2 separate regions of the Triticum aestivum genome follow, and region 2 is linked to region 1. Evidence: chromatin contacts called from public Hi-C data. All regions are on one chromosome and are shown on one strand. Each heading gives the region's core, a stretch centred on a gene start, on an enhancer-like site or on the middle of the called end of the contact. The rest is flanking DNA. Distances are from core to core; before and after follow the strand shown. Region 1 holds the start of LOC123121415 (U-box domain-containing protein 19). Region 2 holds the start of LOC123124756.

Region 1 (7,389 bases), core at 502-3,001:
GCGTCGTGGTGGAGATGCTGGGCGGTTGTGCTGCGGCACAAGAGGATGACGAGTCGGCGGACGGGCGGCGTCGGCGGCGTATGTGTTTGCCGAGCTCGGCGCCAGAGGAGACGGGCAAAAGGGGGCGGAGGAGATGGCGGGGAGGACGGGATTTTGCGGTGGTGGTGAGCGCTGGGGCTGATGAGAGCAGGCGTGAGAGGCTTGGGGGTGGATGGCGCCGACAACTGCCATCGAGCGAGATCGATTCCAGTGACATCGAGCGAGATCGGTGGTTCTTCCAGCGCCTTCTTTTTCAGATGGATTTTGATGAGTTGGGGGCGCCAGTGCTGAACGGGAGAGATGGGACTTGGAGGGGCTATCTGCAAATGTGTGAAGTGAAGCGGGCGTCTTTCTGTAAAATTGCACAGATTGCTTTGTGTTGTGCGTCGGATGCAGATCCGACGATCCGAAACGCAAAATGGCAGGCACATCATTATTACCAATTCAGATTTTCATAGAAGTAGAGATAGTATACGCAGTTGTGGATCAGTGAGGCGCCAAACGGTATCCTGTCCCCTTCGCCACGTCTGACAGGGACGCACTCCCTCCTCTGCGCTTGACCGCTTCCACGGGCCGATCCCAAGGATCTTGACAAAATCAATCATGCTGCCGTGTGGGACCGCTGTTAATGGCTGCTGCACTGCAAGTCCGCAGCCTCCTGGACGTACGTATCTAGTTGCGGCACAAAGTTTGGCACAATCAAGACTCAACGCGTGTCCCCACGGCCGACACGTAGGCGGATCTTCCACGCCAGGTTACCAAATAAACTAATCAACTCGTGTCCACGTCGCCAAATAGCGGATTACTACCGATCAACAACTTACTTACGCGCCTCCTTCCCGTTCAGTAGGCGACGGAGTAGAGCGCACGCGCGAATCTCCAAGCCTTGGCGGAGGCCAGGGGATGAGCGTGCGGTCGCTGCTCGGTGTTCGGCGGCGAGCTGCCTCGCGGCTTCTATGTCGGCCAGGTGGGCCCAGCAATCGCCCAAAGTATATCCCCTTGGCGGCTGGCGGGTCGAAGACTGCAATGCGTCGCACGCGACATACTAATATGCCAGGTGTGCATGGAGCGGTCTGGTGGGCCAGGCCGTACGTACGTCTACCCGAGCGCAGCTAGAGCTTACGATCTCCATGACCATGGCGAAACGAGCACGACTGTACCATCTTCCTTCTTCTGCTGCATGCGTCAGTTGCGTAGACCAAATGAGGTTGCCCGGCCGACCAAAGCCGCCCACCCCGATGAAGAGGGTTTGCTTCTAAGTTTCAACTCTTCTTCGTTCACCAAGCTAGGTTACTTACTTGTAAACAAGTACAAGGAATCCATCTTACTTTTGCTCGTCTGAACCTAAAGATTTGCATCCCATGTACGTGCTCACGTACCGCACCACACATGCCCTCGTCTCACTCGCCAGCCCCGTCGGCAATCTATCCATCCGGACATGCATGCATCAAAGCCATAGCCCAAATGCGTAATAAGAAAGTCCAATATAATAGTGATATAGGTGCATCATCATCATCATGGAGCTACAGACGAAGAAGCTGCCATGCCGCTTCTCATCTCGCTTTCTCGCGTTCCTATCCACTGGTGTCGTCGGGCTCCACGTGTCGATCCTGCCACGCGTCGGCATCCCAGGCGAGTGCTCCCTGTCTGGTAACACGTGTTCACGCTCCTCTATAAGTATGCGGCTCTCGGTATCCTCTCACTACGAATTACAGCCCACCTCTTAATCTCTCTTGAGCTTACTTCCACACTACTTCCCTTAATCCAAGCGCACCACTACCGGTCGGTCGATCTACGATGCCGGCGCCGACGCCACCACGGAGCCAACCAAAGCGCCGGCGGCCGCTTGCTCTTCCCGCGGTCTGCCCGTGCGAGGGCATCGCGCCGGAGCCGCTCCTCGCCTCCCTCGTCTCGCTCACGGCCGATGTGGCGAGCCGCAGGGCCGGCGACGCCAGCGCCTTCCCCGTGCTCCGCCGTGGCACGCACCAAGCAGTGCGCCTCGCCGGCCTCCTGCTCGCCTTTCTCGAGGAGATCCAGGACGCGACAGCGACGCTGTCGCACTCCGCCGTGGTCGGTCTCACGGAGCTGCACGTCGCCATGCAGAAGATGAGGTTCCTGCTCACGGACTGCGCGCGTCGAGGGGGCCGCCTGTGGATGCTCGTGAACACTGAACTCATAGCGTCTGAGCTCAGGTTGTGTCTGGGATCCGTCGCGGCGGCCATGGATGTGCTACCGACGAGCATCGTCGGTGCATCCGTCGAGTCGGGGGAGCTCGGGCGGCTGGTATCGGATCAGGCGTGGCGCGCGGTGGTGCGGCCTGACGCCGGCGACAAACTAGCAGTGCGGAGCATACGGTCTATCATGGATACCTTTAAGAGGGGCGTCGCGCCGGAGGCAGATGATGTGATGCGGGTGCTCCGCCGGATCAGGGTCGAAAGCTGGTTCCAGTGCTCCGAGGAGATCGCTTTCCTAGATGGCGAGCTCTCCGTGCGGTTCGACGCCGGCGACGAGAACAGCAGCGAGGTGGTCCTCATCAACAATTTGATGGCGTTCCTGGTGTACTGCCGCGTGGTGCTGTTCGATCACATTGACTCGAAGCAGTCGGATGCGACGGCGGTGCGACCGGCGACGTGCCCAGAGTGGATCAGACCGGAGGCGCTCCAGTGCCCGATCACACTGGAACTCATGATCGACCCGGTGACCGTGTCCACCGGCCAGACATACGACCGCGCGTCCATCACACGGTGGATGAAGGCCGGGTGCCGCACGTGCCCAGTCACCGGAGAGAAGCTCCGCACCGCCGACCTCGTGCCGAACGCCGCGCTGTGCGGGATCATCGAGCGGATGCTGCTCAGCAACGGCGTCTCGCTTCCCGAGACGAGCTCCAGGCACCACCACGGCGACGCTGACGGCTCAGCCGCTACATTCAGTCCGTCAGCCACCGGCGCCGCGCGGCTCGCCGTTAGCTACATCGTGGCGCAGTTCTCGACGGGGTCGACGGAGGAGCGTAGGAAGGCGACGTCCGAGGCCCGCAAGCTCTCCAAGCACAGCGTGTTCTACCGAGCGCTCTTCGTGGAGGCCAATGCCGTACCGTGGTTGCTGTGCCTCCTCTCCTGCATGGACACGTCCGTGCAGGACAATGCCGTGGCGTCCCTACTCAACCTCTCCAAGCACCCCGGTGGCCGGACGGCGCTCGTGGAGGCCGGAGGCATCGGCCTCGTGGTCGACATCGTCAACGTCGGCGCCAAGGCCGAGACGCAGCAGAACGCCGTGGCCATTCTGTTCTACCTCTCGTCGAACGCCGAGTACGCCGAGGAGATCGGCCGCTTCCCGGAGGCCATACCGACGCTAGTGCGGCTCATCAAGGACGGCGCGCACCGCGGCCGGAAGAACGCCATGGTCAGCCTCTACGGTCTGCTCCAATCCCCGAGCAACCACGCCAAAGCCGTTGCCGCCGGCGCCGTGGTGGTGCTTGCTGGCCTCCTTTCCAGCGACCGCGACGGCGACCTCGCCTGCGACACCGTCTCGCTGCTGGCGAGGATCGCCGAGCAGCCGGCGGGCGCACAGGCCGTGCTCGCGCGGGCGGGCCTAGTCGCCCGCCTCGTCGAGTTCCTCGCCGCGTCTTCCTCTCGTTCCGGGAAGGACCACTGCGTGGGGCTGCTTGTCTTGCTGTGCCAGCACGGCGGCGAGAAGGTGGTCGCCCTGCTGGGCCGGATGCCGGGGCTGATGGGGTCGCTGCACTCGCTCGTCGCCGACGGCAGCCCGGCGACTTGCAAGAAGGCGCGGTCGCTGATCAGCATGATCCACCGGCATTACGAGCTGGCCAGGCCGTCATCATCGCCGGTGCCGCTGCCGGTGCCTACACCGGACGCCGGTGACCGTTTCGTTCGGCTCGTGCTATAGCGCCGCGCGCGACGAGGCGTCCCCTTCTCCTAGCTAGCTAGTCCTAAGTAAGCACAGTACATCGTACAGCGTGATGGATACGTGACCATTTTTGCTCTCGATCTCATTCTCAGCTCGAGTTTTAGAAGAGCTGAGATTGAATTTTGTTCCTCCCCGCCATTCCTTGTGTTATACTACGCCGCTATTGCTATACAGATTAGAGTTGCAGTTTGTAACACCTTTGTTGTACATATCTGTGTCGAATTGGATTGTGTGTTCACTCTGATGATTTGAGTGCATAATGGAAGAAGATAGTTGTGGGAACAAAGATTTGGTGGCGACTGAAATTTTCTCGCTCGAAAATGAAAACCTTGACTGTACTTACATGATTACAGTATTACAGTTACAGAATAGTTTGGTAGAGGTTTTGATTATGAGCTGATCCAGTTGCCGTGTCTTTTCGGCCTTCACAGTTCACACCCCAGCAGTCGTTCTGATTGGAACAGGTCAAGCACACAAAAAGTTCTTTGTATGTTTCTTTTCCACAAAAAAGGTCTTCCCTGTAGTAGCTATGACTTTCGTGCGAATCTAAATAGTTTGTGGCGAAATGAAGTATGGACTCATTGTCCGATTTAAAGAACTCTACTCCGTAGTGGGCCTGAGCAAGAGAGTGAAGGCAATTATAATATTAGAGAACAAGAAATTCCATTTTGCACATCCAGCCCGTCTAGCTCAGTTGATAGAGCGCAAGGCTCTTAACCTTGTGGGCGTGGGTTCGAGCCCCACGGTGGACGCTGGTCGTTTTTTCCCTACTGGCTCGTCTCCTGTTTTCTACTTCCCTTTTCATTCGTAGTTTCTGTTTTTTTTTTACAATGGAACCAGTCCTCTGTGCACATCGCCGGAACGATGCCCCATTTCTGCGGACTAATCATTCTACTACAACGATATTTACAGTATCGTTACAGCTGAGCAGATGGTTTGAGTAGTAAGCAAGCGACGAGCTTTTTGTCAAAAAATAGAAGAAGCAGACGACGAGCTAGTCAAACGATAGTTTAATCTCTGATGCAAACCAACGGCGCTATACAGCAGAGCAGCCACGCGAGTACAGCGTGCAAGCAGAGCGCTGTCAGCGGGCGCGCCCCTTGACCGGGTGTGTGTGTGCCAATCACGGTTCACGTGAAGGCCGCATCGCTCGCTTGTTGCTTTGATTAGCGTGAGTAGTTAATCAGCCGGGGACTACTAGATTAGTGCTAGTGCATCGCTACAAGGGGGAGATGACATGGATTGTTTAGTGCAGCAACAGAGGTTTATGCCTCTCGTGATGGGATCACGAGCGGGATGCGTATAACAAACGGCGTGGACGGTGGAAGTACCTTCTTGCTTCTGCGGTGGATTGCTCGATCCGAGGCGGCTGCCCCATTTTTAACAGAAGCAAGTGGCTGTTGAGCAGTTGGGAGCTTGCTTCCAGAAAAGAAGTGACCATTGGCAGCTCACGAGCTGACACTCAAGTCAGCTGTCCCCAGACCCGACCCGACTCACAATACATCTTGCCATCTTTGCAACTGATAAGCGAAAAAAAAGGAATAAAAAAGAGGCGCTGGCCGTGGCTCGACCAGATAGGTCATCTAGCACACCAGTGGGTCGGGTCTCCCTTGGCCGTTGGACCGTGCAATACCGAACGCATGGAACGCAAACCCACGTCCACCCCGCACGAAACATGCCGCCGTCGCCATGCGCCACGCGCTCAGTACCCGTCGCCTCATGATGCCCGAAGCTCCACTGTGGTGTCTCGTCCATTTGATATAGCTCTAAATCATAATGAGCTACAAGTGCCATCATAATTCTGAAAAAATCTTTGGCTCATGCAGGTGAGGAGGCCTCCTTATAATCGATCTCTTCTCTCTGCGTAAAACCTTTTGCTACAAGTCTCGCTTTGAACCTTTCGCCATTTTCTTTGAAATCATATTTGGTTTTGTAGACCCACTTGCAGCCTACCCTTTTGGCTCCATCAGGAACTTCTACTAAGTCCCAAACATCATTCAAGCTCATAGATTTCAATCTGTCTTTCATTGCGACCAACCATTTGGACGGGTCTTCACTTATGAGGTCGGATCTTGTACCTTTCGTGTGTCATTTTCATCCTCACATGAAAGTGACATAATCGCTGGAGATGGTCTTTTTTTTCCGTTGTGATCTTCTCATAGGCTCATTAGTATGTGCATTTCTTCTTGCTTGAGAAGGTTGAGGATTAGCATTGGGTTGAGGATCATCATTTGGCTGAGGGTCCTCATCATGCTGAGGATCTTCATTATGTTGAGGCTCCTCGTTGGATTGAGGATCCACTTCAGGTTTGGGGTCACCAGTAGGTGCCTCGTCCATATTAGGCATAGGGATAAAGTTCTCTTGGATAGCCGGGGATGAATCATACACTCGCTTCTCCTCAAGATCAATCGCCCTAACCTCAGTAACTTCATTATCCTCAAAAAATACCGATTGCCTGGTTTCCACAAACTTAGTGGTATGACCTGGGCAATAAAAGCGATATCATTTTCCTCTATGAGGGTTCCCAATGAAAAAACAACTAACTGTCTTTGGGTCCTACTTCTTAATATGTGGATTGAATACTTTAGCTTCAGTTGGGAAACCCCACACACGCAAGTAATTCAAGCTCGGTTTCTTTCCCGCCCACATCTCATAAGGTGTGCTCGGTGCCGACTTAGTTGGAGCAAAATTCAGGATGTGTGCAGCGGTTTTCAATGCCTCCATCCAAAGACTTTTGGTAAGCTTGCGTGACTAAGCATACTACGCACCATATATATAAGAGTGCGGTTGCGACGCTCAACTACGTCATTTTGCTGAGGTTCACCAGGCATTGAATATTGGGCAATAATTCCATTTTCAGCAAGATATTTCGCGAATGGTCCTGGAATTTGCCCATAAGGAGCATGCCTGCGATAATATTCTCGCCCGCGATTAGACCGTACTACTTTGATCTTTAGATTGAGTTGATTTTCAACCTCGGCTTTATAAATCTTAAATTTTTCCAAAGCTTCGGATCGATCACGTATAGGACAAATGTAGCCATAACGAGAGAAATCATCTGTGAAGGTAATGAAAGAATCAAAACTATCCATAGACTTCACGTTAAAAGGTCATATGTCAGTATGAATAAGTTCAAGGACCGTTGTGGCTCTTAATGCTCCTTTCTTAATTGTTTTAACGTATTTTCCATTAATACAATCAATACAATTGCCTGCATCAAATCTAGCGGATGAAGTATTTCTTCTTTAATTAATCTTTTCGTTCCCCCCCTCGAAATGTGGCCCAAACGACGATGCCACAATTTCGAAGAAGGATTGATACTTCTCCCATTCTTTTCATGATTGTGTTCATTCATATTCATCTCGCAGAGATTCACACACATAGGATAACCAAAAAGATATAACATATAAAGTTTGCTTCGTCGGA
Region 2 (6,784 bases), core at 1,782-4,281, 220 kb after region 1:
TTTTAATTTTCTTTATTTTTTAAATACGTGATGTATTCCAAATTCAAACTTTTCTGCAAATTCAGGAAGTTTCAAAATTTGCACTTCTTTTAATTTTTCAAAATTTTAGAAAAATCAATTATTTTTTTAATTTTTGTGAACATTTTCCAAATTATGAACTTTTATTAAGCAGCGAACTGTTTGGATTTTTTGTGAAATTTTTTATAAAACCGCGAATGTTTTACAAATTCGTGAACTTTTTCCAAATTATAAATATTTTTTAAGTTATATTTTTTATTTCGTGAACTTTTTTTTAATCATTTTTGTGATCTGTTTTCAATTTACGAACTCTCCAAGTCTTGAATTTTTTCGAGTTAACATTTTATTTTGTGTGTATATTTTAAAAATAAAGTTAACATAAACTCTCCTTGTTCAATGGTCCACGGTCATTGGTCGGCCTGTCAATGGTCAACGCGATATGGGCGCCAATTAAATGATTTTAAAAAACAGCAACCGGGCTGGCCCAAATACTCTAGCGCATGAGCACCCTTTACCTTAGCTGGCGCCAATTAGGAAGTCTTTGTAGAGGTCCTCTCCAAACTTGAAGCTTTCATGAATGTAAATTTCACTAATTATGGGGTATGCTTTGCAAAGGTCACTCCGATCTTCTCTGGTGGCGACCAATGGAGCGCTATATGTGTGACATTTGTTGCTACCTGAGAGTTTTGGTGGGATTTTCCTCCGCATACGAGAGGCATTGGTGGTTTTGTTTGTGTCTTTTTTATAGATTTGTTTGTTTCCAAATATTTAATCTCTTAAACTGCGAGTCCAGATCATGAACAGCTTTACTCTTGTGTTTCTCATGTTGAAATCTTTGAAACTGTATCCCATGTTGATTGGTTTGGATGAACTTTTTTGGGTAAATTTGTGCTTCCAACTAGTAGTAACTTGTGCTTCTAAACTATAATAACTAGAGGATACCCCGCCATTGCTACGAGAATTGGTTGATGAAATTTTATGTTGATAACAGGAGAATCGAAATGAAAAGTACATATGACTCATTATATCTGATTATGTATAGTTGTAACAAAATTTATTGAATATAGGTAGAATAACTGAATGGAAAATATTTTCCCATGCATGGTTGAATGTTATGGTGGGTCTTTTTCATGCATGATTGCATGTTGAGGGGGCTTATCCCATTCATAATTATTAGGTGACATGCTTGCATATTGAGATAAATAAGTTAGCGGAGACGACTCTCTTAGGTATATAGGATCCGTGCTCTCAAGTAAACTAACTTGTGTTTCTGTTACAAAACTACTGACTTGTGAGGCGTGTGCTTCACACGGAAGAACACCTTTACTTCACTTTTGGGTAAACATAGAGGCACATGTGTGCTTCACTTTTGGGAGGAATAACATAAACACAGTTTTTGTGCTTCACGCGAAAGCACCGTTGTGCTTCACTTTTTGTGGAAAGATAGTCGGGCTTTCACGCGAGAAGCACTACTCTATCTTATACGCGGAAAACAAAATAAAATCTAAAACAAAAAGCAGATGCCCAAAAAAGCGGGAGGAAAAGTGTTAGAAAACTGAGAAAAAACGAAAATCCAAAAAAACCAAAGATCGAGAAAACATAAAACCAAAAAAAACAAACAAAAAAATGACGGAAGCACAATTGTAGTTCACACAGACGCACATTTCTTCTTCAACTTTTTAGGAAAGCACAGAAGAACAACTTGTGAAAGCACATTTGGGCTTACACGCAGGAAGCACAACTATGCTTCACACAAAGAATAAATCCCAAAAAACAAAAAAACAATAACAAAAAAATGGAAGAAAAAAAAGAAACATTTTGAATGGAAGAAGCACCCAACACAAGCCACAGGGCGGCGCTGGAGACTGGAGTGCTCCGCACCAGAAAATAGTTCGCTGGTGTTTCTAGAATTCCCTTTGGTTAGGTTATTATTATTTTAAAGTAACCCGCTTTGGTTTTTCTTTTTCGAGAATGACCCGGGGTGTTGCTCCCCGTGATTTTGGGATCTGTCCGTCCGCTTCGGGAGCCCATATTGGTCCATAGTAGGACTGCATCTTGTTCTTAGGCCTACTAGCCCAAGTGGGCTACGGCCCACATGAGATGTCAGATGTACTAACCCACCAGGATTATTGTTCACATGAAAAAAAAGGAACCATTGCTAAAAAAAGAGAAAGAAGGAACCAGGAGTTGGTTTTGGATCACGGTGCGGCGCCCGTGCTCTCAGCCCCTCCGTCAGGGTGGCCACGTCTCAGAGAGAGAGAGAGAGAGAGAGAGAGAGAGAGAGAGAGAGAGAGAGGCGGGGGGATGGCGGTTACAGAGAATGATGGAGGGGTGGGACCCGCAGGAACTACGATTTAGTGGGACGTTTTAACCGCTTAAGAGAATCCAAGACAACAATTACTGGAACATAGAAGAGGAAAAATGGAGGGAAAATAGCTTTTTTTAGCCACAGAACGACGTGGCATATTACGCGGTAACCGGCCTGATTGGCTCCTCTATTCTCTTCTTCTTTGCAATCCAGTCCTCCATTTTCCAGGAAAGGTGCCGACACGTACACATTTTTGCACCGAAAAAAAAGTGTTGGTCATCTCGACTAAATATAGAATACGGACTGTAATTCCTGCGCCTTATTCTCGATATACATTCACAGTTCAGACTCCATTACTGAGCAATACTAGCATGCAATGCCTGCGTGTATTAGCGAGAATTAATTAGGTGATTATTGCATCAATCAGTAATAATGTTGGCCATTGTAAATGCAATGCCTGAGCATCTAAACAAAATTCTTTTGTTAAATAGGGGCGCTCAGCACTGTGTGGAATTAAAAAAAAAGGGAGGGATGAGATGAAAAAGCCATAACCGCGGGAGAGAATGGCATGGCGGTTAATGAGGAGCGAGTGGGTGGCGCCGCCCCGGCGTCCCCGGCTTTCAAGGGGCGGTTACCGCGCGAAGCAATCGTTAAGACCACCACTAATCACTGCGCTTGCCTCTGTGTTAAGACCCACCCCAGCAAACTCAAGTTGAGCCGCCGCCTCCACCTCCACCTCCTCCACCTCGCTTGACCCCGTCCCAGGGCGGTTGAGCTCTGCAGCGAGACACCAGCAGCGCGCAGCATTAGCAAAGATAGCAAGCAACCACGCCCCGATGTCCATGGCCCCGCTCAGCTTCCGCCCGACACCCACCGCGCGCCCGCTGTTCCACTGCTTCCATGACGGCGCCGACCGGGACGTCAGCTTCCTGCAGGACGTCCATCCCGACGTCGGCGACGCGCTCCTGGGCTTCGTCTACGACCCGCTCGACCCCGCCGTCAACGCCGGCCTCGACGAGTTCCTCAACATCCCGCCCTACGACGACGACGAGGACGACGAGGACGGCGGCCAGCAGCGCTGCGCCAAGAAGCCGCGCGCGGCGGGCTTGGAGGAGGACTCGTGGTTCGACTTCACGGCGGCGGACGGAAGCCTCGCCCAGAAGTGGGACAATGCCTGCACGCAGCAGGTGCCGGAGTTCCTCCCCGAGTTCGTGCTGCCACTGCCCCCGCCCCCGCCTCCGCCGCCGCAGGTGTACCCGCCGTTCGTGCGCGGAGCCGACGCCAAGAAGCTGCAGGCCGCGGGCAACGGGTCGTCGCAGAGCGCCGCGGCGAGGGAGCGCCGGAGGCGGATAAGCGAGAAGACGGCGGAGCTGTCGCGCCTCATCCCCGGTGGCCACAAGCTCAACACCGCCGAGATGCTGCAGGAGGCCGCGCGCCACGTGAAGCTCCTCCAGGCCCAGGTCGGCATGCTCACCCTCCTGAACAACATCGAGGTAATTAACACGGCCACGGCATTACAAACGTACCTTGATCAATGTTGATCAATCCCTCTCGTTCAATGCAGTGTCAATTGTGTTAAGAATTCTCGTTTTCTTTTTCAGGACGAGAAGGTGCCGGCCATGGCGCAGGAGCACATGCACGCGCTGCTCGTGTGCGGCGGCATGCAGGAGCGGCTGGCCGCCGAGGGCAAGTGCCTGGTGCCGAGGGCGCTGGTGGACACCATCGCCAAGGACGCCGCCGTCAGGTCGAACGCGCTGGTGAACAGGGACCTCACCCGGTTCACGGAGTCGCTGGCCGCGGAGAAGAAGTAGCCAGGTGCGCGCGGAGTCGCCGGTCGTGGCTGCCGCGCGCGCATCGGAGCGCGCGGCCGTGCACGGCGTGGGCGTCCTTTTTTGAGAACGCCGCCGCTGCATGCATGCGCGCGCCGCCGCTTGTCGTCGTCGCGTGTATTGCTGACCCCTGACGACGACGACGCCTGTCTATAACTGATCGGTGGATTAGGTGTAGGCAATCACGATTGATTTAGAAAGACCACGTCCTTTTAATTTCATTATTACTAGGATATTTTAATTGGTTTCGTAGGGCACCTGTGCAGTGACACTGACATTGTGTTCTACACAGCTGAATTTTGTAGTAATAATCTCTTCACTGATGTTGTGATTCTCGGTACATTGGTGACTGATAGTTGGGGTTTATTTATCTTCTCAATAATAAGATCTTTGCAAGAAAGACCATGTTCTCTGAGTTTTTCTTTAGATTCTTTCTTATCCTTTTGCGTGTCCCTAAGTACATGGTTAGTCACACGATTGCAGTACGATGCTGCAATTCTCGTTCGTCACAGTACATGTATTTTACCCTTCTCCTGCCGTGCTAACATTTTTGCTAATCAGTTCGGTGTTTTTATTTAAAAAAATCACACTGATTCTTTTTTCACCTAGGAAAGCGATTAGTATTTCTTTTAGAGGAAAGCATATCGCTTAGTCACCTAAATAAAAGCAGAGTGCTCAGGGCATCTCCAACGATGATCCACAAATTTGCTCCGACATCCATGCGCGGACAGGGGGTAGTTAGCGGACACCGATGCCCAAGGTGGCCATCCAATGCTGCCCGCATACATTTCAAAACAACTTCTCAACTAACCGGAGGAAATTAATGCAAACATGGCGGATTTTCATACAAACCAGACGAGATGCATGCTAACACGGCGGATTTCATTACATTTCAAACATTTAGAACAAAAAAAGCGATCCAACCCTAAACCTACCCTACGCTGGCGGTCGGCGTCCACTTCCGCTGTATTCCACATCGGCGACCACGTCCTCCATCTGCCATCTCCATGAACGGGGTTCAAGACCTGTAAGTGAAGGTGCGGTCTCCAGCGAGGACGAGTAGATCATGGGAGAGGGACCGGCCCACTTTGGACACAATGCCCTGCCGCCTCCCATGCCCTATTCATCCTCTTAATGGACGTGTTGATCCACCAAACTTGTGGTTGGACTCACCTCCTATATTTATTCTTGAATATTTAGCAAATGATGTAAGCGTTATCTAATTTTAAAATAGCTAGCCATGAAGACTTTTTCCTAAAAAAAAGCTCACCTACCGCAGTAAGTACTCCGCCCCAGGTTAAAATTTACACCAATACGTCTGTGTCATACGAGAAATAACACTAACTATGGCGCAAATCATGGGACGAATGAATGGCCCAGATAACAGGATCATCTGACCACAGGCTCAGAAAAGAAATTTCGTTTCTTTAATTCCTTTCTCGGTTTTCTTTGTATACTTTTGGTTTTACTTTGCTTTTCTCTTTGTTTCTTTTCGGTTTTACTTGTTTTCTTTTTTAATATGTGTCTACTTTTTCTGCAGTACACAATGTACAGTTTTAGCGCACACGCGAAATATTTTTTTGGCATTTTTCATGTACATGATGTACTTTTTTTAAAATTCATGTGTTGAACACTTTTTTGAATACACGGTAATATTTTCCAAATCCACGTTTCACATTTTGTAATAATAATTAACATTTTCTAGACTATCCGTACATTTAAACAAATTCATAAACATTTTTGAAGCATGTGAATATTTTTCTAAAATGTCAAATAAACTTTCGTAATTGAAATACATATTCTTTTAACCTACGGAAACATTTTTTAATTTGTACAAACAATTTTTAAAATGTCACCAATATATTTTTGAATCTTTAGAATTTTTCTCTGAAATGCCATGTACATTTTTTAGTGGTATGAAATATTTTTTCTTATATTACTCAAACATCGTTTTTACATTGTAAACACTTTTTAGGAAAATATCAGAGATATATTTATGAAAATCATGATTTGTTTATTCAAAAATATAACGTACATTTTATTGAATGTATTAAATATATTGTTTGAATTACTCAAACTTTCTTTACATTGTGTAAACATTTTTCAAATGTCACATACATTTTGAAACGCGTGATATTTTTTATATGTTACAAACATTTTTCATACACATGATTAACATAGTTTTATACACATTTAATATTATCAAATGCATGATTAACATTTTCATAATTTTATGTAAATTATGTTTTTTAGCCTATATATAATATAGTCAGAATATTTGGACATATAAAAAATACTAAAAATAATGCAAAAATAAAAAAAATGTGAAGAAAAACGAAAAAACATGGTTGACATCAGCATGATACTGCACGTGGTTACTGGGCCGGCCCAGCAACACCTCCCTTCAGGCGCCCACGCGCCAACGCCGATGGTCCGGGCCATGTAGACATTGCTCTTTTTTTTTCTGGTTGGCTCGACCGCATTTAGCATATTAAAAGAAAAAAATCGCCAAAAAGAAAAAATTGCGAATGATAAAAAGTTCAGGAATTTTGAAAAACGTTCATCAACATGGAGAAAAGTTCATCTAATTTAAAGAAATTTTATCCATTCCGAAAAAGGTTCATCAGTT

Evidence for each region. A called contact is a pair of places that touch in the nucleus more often than the background predicts.
Region 2: a Hi-C map of leaf shows a contact between it and region 1, with 3 times the contacts expected there. The contact joins the promoter of LOC123124756 here to the promoter of LOC123121415 in region 1. A contact is called at or near these places in 3 of 5 Hi-C or Micro-C datasets (all in leaf).

What each region holds. Positions count from the first base shown.
Region 1 is chr5D:313,068,714-313,076,102 of IWGSC CS RefSeq v2.1, forward strand. It overlaps LOC123121415 (U-box domain-containing protein 19), which reads left to right and starts at 1,752. Exons shown (of 1, transcript XM_044541380.1): 1 at 1,752-4,180. The coding sequence starts at 1,837. The coding sequence ends at 3,942. It overlaps TRNAK-CUU (transfer RNA lysine (anticodon CUU)), which reads left to right and starts at 4,643; the gene lies at 4,643-4,715.
Region 2 is chr5D:313,290,787-313,297,570 of IWGSC CS RefSeq v2.1, forward strand. LOC123124756 reads left to right here and starts at 3,032. Exons shown (of 2, transcript XM_044545316.1): 1 at 3,032-3,819; 2 at 3,928-4,509. The coding sequence starts at 3,163. The coding sequence ends at 4,137.